Regions from separate parts of the Gossypium hirsutum genome. Here region 2 is linked to region 1. A link is a contact called in public Hi-C data. All regions are on one chromosome and are shown on one strand. The core of a region is the stretch at or near the end of the contact, and the rest is flanking DNA. Distances in the headings are between cores, read along the strand shown. Region 1 holds the start of LOC107915442 (receptor-like protein 7). Region 2 holds the start of LOC107914798 (beta-galactosidase 9).

The links. A called contact is a pair of places that touch in the nucleus more often than the background predicts.
Region 2: a Hi-C map of leaf shows a contact between it and region 1, with 1.8 times the contacts expected there. The contact joins the promoter of LOC107914798 here to the promoter of LOC107915442 in region 1. A contact is called at or near these places in 7 of 34 Hi-C or Micro-C datasets (callus, hypocotyl, leaf and 1 more).

Annotation. Positions count from the first base shown.
Region 1 is chrD10:27,628,505-27,634,561 of Gossypium_hirsutum_v2.1, reverse strand. LOC107915442 (receptor-like protein 7) reads left to right here and starts at 1,657. Exons shown (of 3, transcript XM_016844602.2): 1 at 1,657-4,813; 2 at 4,989-5,279; 3 at 5,454-6,057. The coding sequence starts at 1,657. The coding sequence ends at 4,623.
Region 2 is chrD10:27,932,740-27,938,409 of Gossypium_hirsutum_v2.1, reverse strand. It overlaps LOC107914798 (beta-galactosidase 9), which reads right to left and starts at 1,845. Exons shown (of 19, transcript XM_041102295.1): 1 at 1,363-1,845; 2 at 882-977; 3 at 647-759; 4 at 457-523. The coding sequence starts at 1,551.

The DNA.
Region 1 (6,057 bases), core at 408-2,907:
CTCAAAATTAAAGTACAGGGACTAAATTTTGAATTTCGAAAGAGCGCAAGCACCTTTCACATATTTAAACCTAATTTAAATAATATTATTAATAATCTTTTACACGTTATTTATTTTATAAATATTGTTTAATTAATTTTTTAATGTTAAAATTGTTAAAATTTGATTTTACTTATAATTTTATAATTTTTTTTATTTTTTAATCAATTAATATAATTAGCTTTTATTATATTTGAAAAAATATAAATTTAGTTTGATAAATGTTATTAATATGTGTTTTTTAAACTATATTTTAAGCTTAACAACTTAATATTTAGTAATTTTAATAGGCTTAATATACCATTTGGTAACAACTTAATATTTAGTAATTTTAATAGGCTTAATATACCATTTGGTACCCAAGTTTGAAACTTTTTTCTAATGTGGTACCTATGTTTTTTTTGGTCCAATTGTGATATCTATATTTGACAAAAAATTATATTTTTTGATACCAAAAAATAACGGTGTTAATGTTTTAGTGTTTAGTTTGCGTTTAGGGTTAATTTGATGAATTTTAATTGTTAATTAGGTTTTGGTTTTTTCATGATTTTGTCAATAGAATAAATCTAGTTTTAATTGTGAATTTTTTTACTTTTGTACTTAATTTGTCAAATACAAATCGACGTATGTGATTTAATTCGAGTTTTAAAGGTGATTAGATAAAAATTAATTGCTAATATTATTAGTTAATTATGAATTTTCATTAAATTAACTATAAAATTTGAATTAAACATAAAAAAGTTAACACCATTAATTCTATGTACCAACATATATAACTTTTGTCAAATATAAGTACCACTTAGAAAAAAACACATATATCACGTTAAAAAAAAAAGAAGACTCAAACTCATACTTTTTCATTTCAACTTGGGTTAAAAAAACCTCATCAAAATTTCCACATCTTTAATTAATAAAATTATTATTTACAAGCTATTCCTCATAAATAATGTTGACGTTTGATTTAAAAGTATTATTTAGGTTGAATTCATACCTTTTTTTTCTAATAACCACACGATAAAGTATTTAATTAGTTTGATTTAAAAGTATTATTTAGGTTAATGAATCATCCCTTAAAAACTAATTATGAAATTGAAAAGCTCACAACGAAATCTATAGTTTTCTATGTGAGATTGAAAAAGCCATATATATTTTTCCTATCCTCCCGTCACCACATTGTGACTTCAATTTCGTTTAAAATGACTTGGACCAATTCAATGTCATAATCATCCTCTTTCTTAATTACTTCAAGCCAAAATTTTGAGATGATAAAATGAATGTGCCAACAATATTATTTGTATTATAATATTTATATTATAATATTTATATTATTTCTATTTTAAGTTGTGTTTTTTTCTTTAATATATATGTATAATATTATTGTTATAATTTTGTGTTATTAATTAGGGCGAATAATCTAGACTTTTGACTAGTAAACCGTGAGGAAAGATATTGAAAACATACTTGCCTCATTCATAAACTAAAACAATAATGGTTTACTTCGATTTTGACCCTATCTATAATAATACAACACCATTAGATGAAGGCAACTTTAATGGTAATCTGAAGTTGCTGTCTATAAATATGGTGCATATCAAATTCTAAATCTAAACACCAAACATGGAGAATCTTGGCATCTTAACTGCACTGTTTTTTCTCTTCTCCTCCTCCACTTCCCTTCACCCATCTTCTCAGACTAATCTCCAAAACCATTGCCTTGATGACCAGAGGTCTGCTCTCCTACAATTGCAGCATCATCTCTACTATGCCCCAAACTTCACTTTTTCTTCCAAACTTGAGCTCTGGGATCCCAACACCCAATGTTGCTCTTGGAAAGGAGTTACATGTGATGCTCTTGGTCATGTCATTGGGATTGATCTCAGTTACCAAAACCTTTCAGGTAGCTTTTACTCCATTTTCAATCTCCACCATCTCCAACGCCTTAATCTTGCTGCAAACAATTTTAATACCACTCTGTTTCAGTATGGGTTTGGCAAACTCCCAAATTTAACTCATCTTGACCTCTCGGCCTCATGTTTTCATGACCAAATTCCGGTAGGGATTTCATACTTAACAAGGTTAGTCTCTCTTAACCTATCCTATCAAGATGATTGCTATTGGAGAAATGATCAAAGTTCTGCTTCATTGAAACTAGAGAAACCGAACTTCAAAACATTGATAAAGAAAATGAGGTCTCTCAGAGAGTTGTATTTGGATGGAGTGAATATTTCAAGTCAAAGTAGTGAATGGTGCGAAACCACATCGCTGTCACTTCCCAAGCTGAGTGTTTTAAGCATGTCCAACTGCGATTTGAATGGGCATTTTCCAGCAGAATTTTTCTTATTGCCCAAAATGCAAAGAATTGATATTTCTGACAACTCTCGTCTCATGGGCCAATTGCCAGAATTTCCAATTAACAACACTTTGGAGGTGTTGTCATTGCAATATACTAATTTCAGTGGTAAATTACCGGAATCAATCAGTAATCTTAAATTGTTGAGAGTTTTAACTCTTTCTAAACTTAGCCTCAACTTTAACTCAATTTCTGGGTCCATTCCACCATCAATCGCAAATCTCAGTAACCTTGTGGAATTGGATCTTAGTGGTAACAATTTCAATGGTTTAATCCCTCCATTTCATAGATCTGGAGTGCCAAATCTTGCATATCTTGATTTGTCTAGGAATCGCCTTTCTGGATCAATACCTTCTTCTTTATTTACTCTTTCAACATTGCAAACCCTCTCTCTTGGATACAACAGCTTTAGTGATTACCAATTAAAGCTCGACATGTTTTTCCAGCTCAACAACTTAAGGTTTCTCGACCTATCCAACATGAGCTTGCTAATTGGAAGCCACAACAAAAGCCTTACTTTTCCCCAATTAGAGGGTCTAGCCCTAAGGTCATGCAACCTTACTGAATTTCCAGAATTCATCAAAAGCCAAAACAAATTAACTTCCCTACATCTTTCTAACAACCGAATCCACGGTCTTGATCCAAATTGGTTGTGGAAGACCACTCTTATATGGGTAGACCTTTCTTCCAATAGGATTGATATTCCAAATCAGATTGCTTTTGATGATGCAATTTCCTCCTTTCCAATGCTGAGATGGTTGCATTTGCAATCCTGTAATATAAGTACATTTCCAGCATTTCTAAAGAGTCAAGAGAGCTTAGAAGATCTTGACCTTTCAAATAACAAAATAAGTGGGGCAGTACCAAATTGGGTGTGGAAGAAAAGTTTGCAGTCTTTGAATCTTTCCAACAACTCTCTCACATCTTTGGACCAATTTTCATCGAACCAAGACTCTTTACGAGCACCTATTTGTAATTTGAGTCAACTTCAGAGTTTTGATGCATCCTTCAACAAATTAAGTGGCTCAATCCCAAGCTGCTTAGGAAATATCAATACTCTCAGCTTTTTATATCTACAGCAAAATAATTTTAGTGGCAGCATACCAGATTTTGGAGGAGCAACCCAACTGTACGCTCTTAAACTAAAAGACAATAAATTGGAAGGGAAGTTGCCGAGGTCATTAGCCAATTGCACAATGCTCTATGCTGTAAACCTTGGAAACAATACTCTGCACGACACATTCCCTTTATGGTTGGGAAAGTTGCCTGGCTTGATGGTTCTACTACGAGCAAACAGGTTTTATGGTCCAATTAAACATTTGGAAAATAATTTTCCAAAATTGGATGTATTAGACATTGCTTCCAATAATTTTTCTGGTCAACTATCGATTGAATTCTTCCAAGCCACTCATAAGCTAAGGTCACTCAAAATCAACGGGAACAACTTGGAAGGGAAGTTGCCAAGGTCATTAGCCAATTGCAAAAAGCTTGAAGTTTTGGATCTTGGGAAAAATATGATACATGACACATTTCCTTACTGGTTAGTGAAACTGCCTCTCTTGAAGGTTCTTATACTAAGATCCAACAGAATTTATGGTTCGATTAAATTTTTCGAAGATGGAAATGCTTTCCCAATGTTACATATACTGGATCTTGCTTACAATAACTTTTCAGGTGAGGTATCTGTTGATTTTTTTCAGTCTTTGAGGGGAATGATGGTGATTGATGGCAACAAAGTTAAGCCAAGTTATGTTGGAGATAATTATTATTATAAAGATTCGGTGACAATTATGAATAGAGGGTTTGAAATTTTTTACCAGAAAATCTTAACCCTCCTTACCTGTCTCGACCTGTCCAATAATAACTTTCATGGGAGGATATTAGAAGAAGTACAAGACCTCAAGTCACTCCATGTGCTAAACTTGTCCTACAACGGCTTATTTGGCCCCATTCCTTCAGCACTAGGAAGCTTAACCGAGCTTGAGTCATTGGATCTCTCCCGAAACAGTTTCTCTGGAAAGATTCCTCCACAGCTTACAAGCCTAACTTTTCTTGCAGTGCTGAATCTCTCTTACAACCAACTTGATGGAAGGATTCCAGAGAGCAACCAATTTGGTACATTTTCAAATGATTCTTACATAGGAAACCCAAGATTGTGTGGGGTTCCCTTGACAAGGAAATGCAATGAAGTTGGTTCCAAAATGCTGCCCCCGAAGGAGGATGAAGATTTGTGAATAGATGGTTTATCTGTTTGGAAAGTTGTATTGATGGGGTATGGATGTGGATTGGTGATTGGATTTTCTATTGGATATACAGTGCTGAATGAGTTTGGAAACAAATGGATTGCTATTTTTATTCAGAACTGGAATCAAAACGAAGAAGATCTAAGTGACTCCATCGAAACTGAAGTTCCAACGTTATTTGGTAAGCATTCTAGAATACTTGATAATTATAATATTTTAGTTATTGGTTTGATATGTTGATAACGAAGCAAAGTTAGGATTTTCTTTAAATTTCTTATCCTCATTTTACAAGTTGATTATATTTGTTATTGTAGCACTCATATTCTTTATAAACATGATTTTGCAACTATCTGCAGTGTAGGAAACTAGAATTTTCGTAAGAGTTGCTGGAAGTACCGTTGGATTTTCTTAGCGATCCACAAAGGGGATAGGTGAAAGAGAGAGTAATGCAAAGATGGGTCCAAGATTAGAATGGATGTTTTGTTCATATACTGGTTTCATAGTCTTGGTGGAGATGAAGACAGATATGACTGTGAATCTTTCTCGATCGAGGCTTCTGATCCAAGTGGCCCTTTTCCTTGAATTTGGAGGTCTTTGAAGGGTTGTATTCATATGGGTGTCGGATATTGGTATTTACTAACGGAAATGTAGATTCAAGATCTTTGTTTCTTGTTTTTTTCTTGAATAATTTTATTAAGTAGTTGTTAATTGGATTCCCATTGCAATGCTAATAGGTTTTTGATCGTTTGTTGAATTGTGGTTTTTACTGTAACTTCTGTATTCTGATCTAATTGCTGCAGTGATTTGTTCTTTTTGAACAGTTCAATAACTTGTATGGATGCCATCAGTCTTTTCCTGATGGTTCGACAAGAGCTACTGATGGGACGATTGCTAGCAAGGATGCTGTTCTTCTGTGGTTATGGTGATCTTCCTAGCTTTGTTATGCCGTGGTGGTTCGGGAACCAGGTGATGGCCCAACTCAAGCCGTGGAAGGAGAAGGCAAGCAGGAATAGAGGAGTAAGTAGCATAGAAAGAGAGGATGAAGATACGAGTCCAAACATAAGAATGATATTGGTTGTATGTTGATATACTTTTTAGTGAACTTTCTCAACTCCTATAGATTGTGGGTAAAATCTTCTTTTGGCCTGGTTATTCATCAAAATATCCCAAGACAATATTTGACGAGGTCTTTATATTAACTTTTCATATAAATTATAGGTAAAGGAGAAGAATACAACGATGACTCCAAAGGCATACTTGCAATGATCCATACAACTCAAGCCATCTCTTTGCTTTCTTATGACTTCTTCAATGTTAGATTTTTACTGGGACTCTATTTGTCTTGGGATTCTATCTAGTTTAAGAGAAATTTTATAAATAAGATTGGTAGAATAATAAATATATGTTATGATATTTATATTTTTT
Region 2 (5,670 bases), core at 596-3,095, 300 kb before region 1:
AGTTGTGATTAACTGGATATAGAAATTGGTAAAGCTTTGGCAGTCAAATATCATCAGAAAGTGCATATTAAAGTACAACACTAAAGGTGAAAAAATCTAGAAACACAATGAAAGCATCTGCACTTTAAGGCAAAGGCTAAAAAAGCTAAGAAAACCACAGTTTACATGATGAATACATTTGTGACAGACAATCGATGTTTATCATGTGTTTGGAACACATCTTTTGCTATATCCTATTTCAATGGGAACTAGGGGCTGAAAATAACTAAAATGCACAGAAAATCTTTTGATTCGATAAGAAATTTCAATATGCTCTAGTTGTTACATGCGGAAATTAACCTAAAATATTCAACTTAGAGGTATAACAGATTTTTTTTCAAAAAGGAAAACGTTACATATTTCAGAATTATTAGGTGAAACAACATATAGTTTTCTTATCCGCACAAAATCCCATACCTTAAAAGGTTCATTATCTGTTCGAAACTCTATGCCAGGGATATCTCGCAGCCAGACAGGAAAGCCTCTGTAAATAAATACTATTTTGGTTAATATGTATCAACCTCATTCAGAACGAAAATTAAACAGAAAGCAGCAGAAAGCAGAAAATAATTTTATAAGTAATTAGAATGGGAAAACAAAGTCAGACCCGAAATTCCACTCAGCGCAAACATAAGGACCTATACGGAGAAGGAAATAGAGTCCATTGTCTCCCACTAGCTTCACAAACTTGACAAGATCAAACCTTCCTTCAAAATTATACTGAGAAAGCAATTCATACAAAAAAATAAAGATTCTAACTAAACCAAAAGAGTCAAAACTAGTACGAATTCCCAGTAAGTACCAATCTACCATAGATTAGACACAAAAGAGTAATAGCATACCTGCCCTCTGACTGGTTCATGCCCATTCCAAAATGTATAACTTTCAATAACATCTGCTCCACCCTCCTTGCTCTTTGCAATCAGGTCAGGCCACATCTGATGACATTAACAACAATATATGACAACGATGGGAAATTTATATAGGTATTAGAAAAAAAGGAGAGTAAAATGTTCAGCCATGGCTTAATTTCTCATTCGTATATAGCACCGATAAAGACACAATTAATAAATTTCTTTCTTTCTAGAGGAGAGAATCCCACATGCAAACTAAAGCATGCGTAACAGACTTATGCTTATCTAAAAACCAAGCTTTTACACCTAAAATTTCAAATTTTAAAAAACTTGATCTTCCAACTTGAAAAGCAAAACCCAAGTTGGGAAAACATAAGAAATTCAAAAACTGGAAGAAAAAGATAGAAAGAAAATCACTCCATTAAGAGTTGAAAAATGGTTGGAGGAGTCGAAAGGAGAAAAATGGTACCTGAGGAGTAGCACGAGGGTAATGAATTCCACCAGAAATGAGCATACGGCGTTTACCATCGATGATCAGAGCTCTGTGGTCGTACGTAACATTGAATGGTTGGAAGAAATTAGCAGCGGAGACTGAGAATTGGACGAAGAGACACACTAAAAGAAGCTTAGGAATAGCTTTGTTTTCAAAAACCACCATCTTCAATTACTGGGAGATAAAAGGGAATGGATCAATTTGTTGATTGATAAAAAGATCGAAGAAGACAGAAAGTTGAAGAGAAGGAGAGAAGACAAAGAGTGAAGCATGGACGAAGGTGCCACCACTTAGCAACTACCGATCAAATTGTATTTTAAAAGCAAATTTGGTTGTTTGAGGATTAGGACAGTTTTCTACATCGGATTCAGCTTTGTGGATTGGGTCTTTGCAAGGTGTCCACTAAGCTAACGTAAGAAAAGGGATAAGTTTGATATTTTAGCTCCTATTTTTCACTTCAAAAGCTTTTTACGTAAAAAGCTACTTAAATAATAAAAGCACGTGTGGGTATGCCTTTTTTCTTTTTCTTAAAGAATGTGTTTTTTCCCCTTTGTAAGTAAACAAGGTGTGATACAAGCATGAAAGAGAAAAGTTACTAGAGTTAATACATCATCAACCTAAATCTAAAGCTGGAGCAGGAGGATGCCCATTTTTTACTTTGAAAAGAAGACATTATCTCGTTTTTTTCTTTCATCAAAATAAGAGAATTAAAACAAAAAAAACCCTACTAGATGTTCCAATTGAGCCCTGAACAAATAAAACTGGCCAAATAGGCCTTTGATTGATGTTAACTATTAGTATTTAATGGCAAGACTGACATGGTCTTTAATAGATGCCATATCATCATCAAGGATTGACATGGCAGTGCCACATCAGCACCAAATGTTTATGTTGTAGTGCCATCATCTATTATTAACACTTAAGCAAATAAAAAAAGAAAAAAAAAGGTAAACTACAAAATTGTAACGGCTCGATTTGCAGTGGTATTGAAAAGAACGGTTTCGAAACCCCATTTTTGTAAACCAAATCCATAAGGATGAAATATAAATATTAATGAAGTTATCATGAAAATATATTGAAATTTAGTTAAGTAATTTAACCGAGAAAATAGTTAATTAAAGCGTAAGGACTGAATTGTAAAACTTCAATAGCTATTAAATTTTAATTTAGAAAAGGATTGGGGACCTAGATAGCAATTATCCAAAGGACCAAAATGGTTATTTAACCATTTTATCATAGATGATAATGGTGTATCCCATTTAGTTTTAATTTATAATAAAAATACATAAAATGTCTTAATTAATTAATTAATTAATAATGGTTAATTAAGTTAATCAAAGTATAAATATAAGCATACTGGAACGAAAGATGAGAATTCATCATATTTTATGCTATTCATGTTGAGAAAAAAAAAAGAGACAACTCTAAGGTTGAAAAACAAACATTGGGCCATCCAATTCATAAAGTAATTAAGCTAGTTTTCTTTAATTTTTATAGATTTTTTATCATTAGAGCTTGAGTTAGCTGGTCCATGTATCACTTTGTTCTGTTGTTAAGTTTTTAGCAAGTTTTCATTATAGAGAAATTGATGAATTAGACTTGAATTTGATAGTTAATAAACTTAGATCATGATAAAGACTAAATTGTAAAGCTAAATAAGTTTGTTAAATAACTTGGTAGCATTAAAGAAAAAACTGATAAATTGAAAATTATCATGAAATTATGTCATAAACAGAAAGTATAGGGTCCCTAATGAAATAATGTGAAATCGAATTTTGTTCCGATGTTAGATATAAAAAAAATACAAGTAGCTTAGATATAGAGACTAAATTGAATAAAATGAAAAATATATTTGACTATGTATTTGAATGTTAATTAGATGTAAACCGATGTTGTTTCTATTATTGAATTACCAAACGAAGCAAAAAACGACGTCAGACCATAGCGAGAGAAGGGAAAGACGAGAGTCGTATACGAGTGACAAACGTTTCAGTTTGTACTTTTATGATTCGAGATCATTCCATTTATATACATACATATACATGTTTGTTGCATATTAACTATTAAGGTGAGATGTAAATTGGTCTGAGCATAGTAGAAACGAGTATGATATGAATTGCTAAATGACATGTGATATGTTATATGAATTGTTGATGGAAATGGTATGGAATAATGATATGTGAATTGGTTTATGATATGAAATTGAAACATTGGATACTCTATTATTTGTTCAAGCTTTGTCAGATATAGTTGGCATGCCATAATGTCAGTATAACGATTAGAAGTCATCGTTCTCGGGCAACCCGGGATGATAGAGTAATAAATCTATGTATCCGTTCTTATTCTGTGTCGAGTTAATATGGTTTATAAAACATGAATTGGTTATATGATATTTGAAAAAAAAATGTGATTGAAATTGGTATACTTTGTATATATAAGAAATGTGGACGATAGCAAGTGAAAGATTATGCAAACCGGTTTATACAATTCTTGAAGGCCAATATGGAAACAAGACAAATCAATAGATTCTAAACGGATGAGATTATAAAACAAATAGGTGATATGGATTCAAATGAAATATGATTGTGTTCTTGATATTTAAAAGGACGGCATGATATGATTATATTACTTATCAACGTAGATAACATATATAATTGACATATGAGCTATGAACCTATGAAATGGATTGGTTGTGACTAATTATGTTTTAAATTGTATTAGTTCATAATAATGCTAATGTTATTTCACTTGAACCACGGAAGTGCCATTGAGTTTTATCGTTCAGTTTGTTTATTACATGCGTAAGTATAGATGGATCTCAAAGCCCCAAGAGGTGATTCAATATCCAATCTACAACACTTGAATCAACAATGTTTGTAATTTTTTTTATGTCTGAATTTATGGTATGTACTATAACACCCCTAGCTCGTCTCAATCGTTGGGATTGAGCTATAGAATACTACAGTACAAAACAGAACCGTTACAAACCTTTAATGGATAATTCAAATATAAAATATTATCTAACATAATATAAGTCATTCAAAACAAATTTAAACTTTTCTCGAGCTTAATACGAGCTTTTGTGAGCTCTAAAGTTAACTTAAGATCGAACAAGGATCAAATTGCAAAGTTTAAAAAATATAGGGTTGACTTTGTAACGAGATTTTCTCTACATCGTGATGTCACCAAGCAATATGTCACGTCACAACATCAAACCACTTGATGTTGGAACGTCATACATTGTTGGCTGACGGAGCAATGAAGGAAGATTGATGTCAAGATGAGAAATTTATTTTTGGCAAAATTTGACCATTTGGTACTTGCTTCAAACCAACCATCCAAATAAGCCAAATAGTACTTTTGACCTCATTTAAACCTGTTCAAAACATACCAATTCCATGCCAAAACACTTCTTAAACATAACATTATAACACACTATCTTCCTAATATCTAATATGTCTTAAAGAACACCATTTTCACAACAAAACTGTTGAGATCAAAATACACCAAGTGGGGGGTGAATTGGTGTATTAAAACATTTTAGGGAAATGAAAAAAATAAAATGACTCAAGTATTTATAGTGGTTCGGCCTCAATTGCCTATATCTAGTACCTTATCTTTCCTCAACTAAGGATTTCCTATATCCACTAGATTTGAACCTTTAAGAACAATGTTTAACCTTACAAATTCCTATCTTTTCAAAGGTAAGATAGAACCACTTCCCCTTAAGGTTTTCTACCCAAAACCTTGAGTAACACCTTACAAATAAGAGAAAATAATGATGAATAAGATGAGACCTTTAAAAGGTAGATAATCAACAATTATGCACTCTCACACAAAGTTACAACACTTGAAAGAATGATAAAAAACTTAACCCACAAGTGTGTACAAGAAATATTTAGTAAAAGATTAAGAAAGATTGGAAAATTGAGTTCTTGGAATTTATGCACATTTTTTTATGAAGAGCCTTGCCCTTGTATTTAAGTCCTCTAACAACCTTGTGGACATTTGTAGCTGTTAGAAACAAAATAGAGTCATTGCAGCCATAAAAACTAGCCTTAAATGTAGTTTGCAACTTCGTTGTATTGGTGGAAGGGGACTTGTATCGGTAGAAGTCCTTCCAAAATATGAACATTAGGCTTGTTGCATTGGTAGAGGTCCTCTTGTACCGATAGAACTCTGAGGGTTTCAACTGGTATCGGTAGAACCTAGCAGAGTACCAGTAGAAGTGTAATGGAGGCTGAACTTTGGCTACTGTCTTGAGTTGTCTCAGTAGAAGTCCTT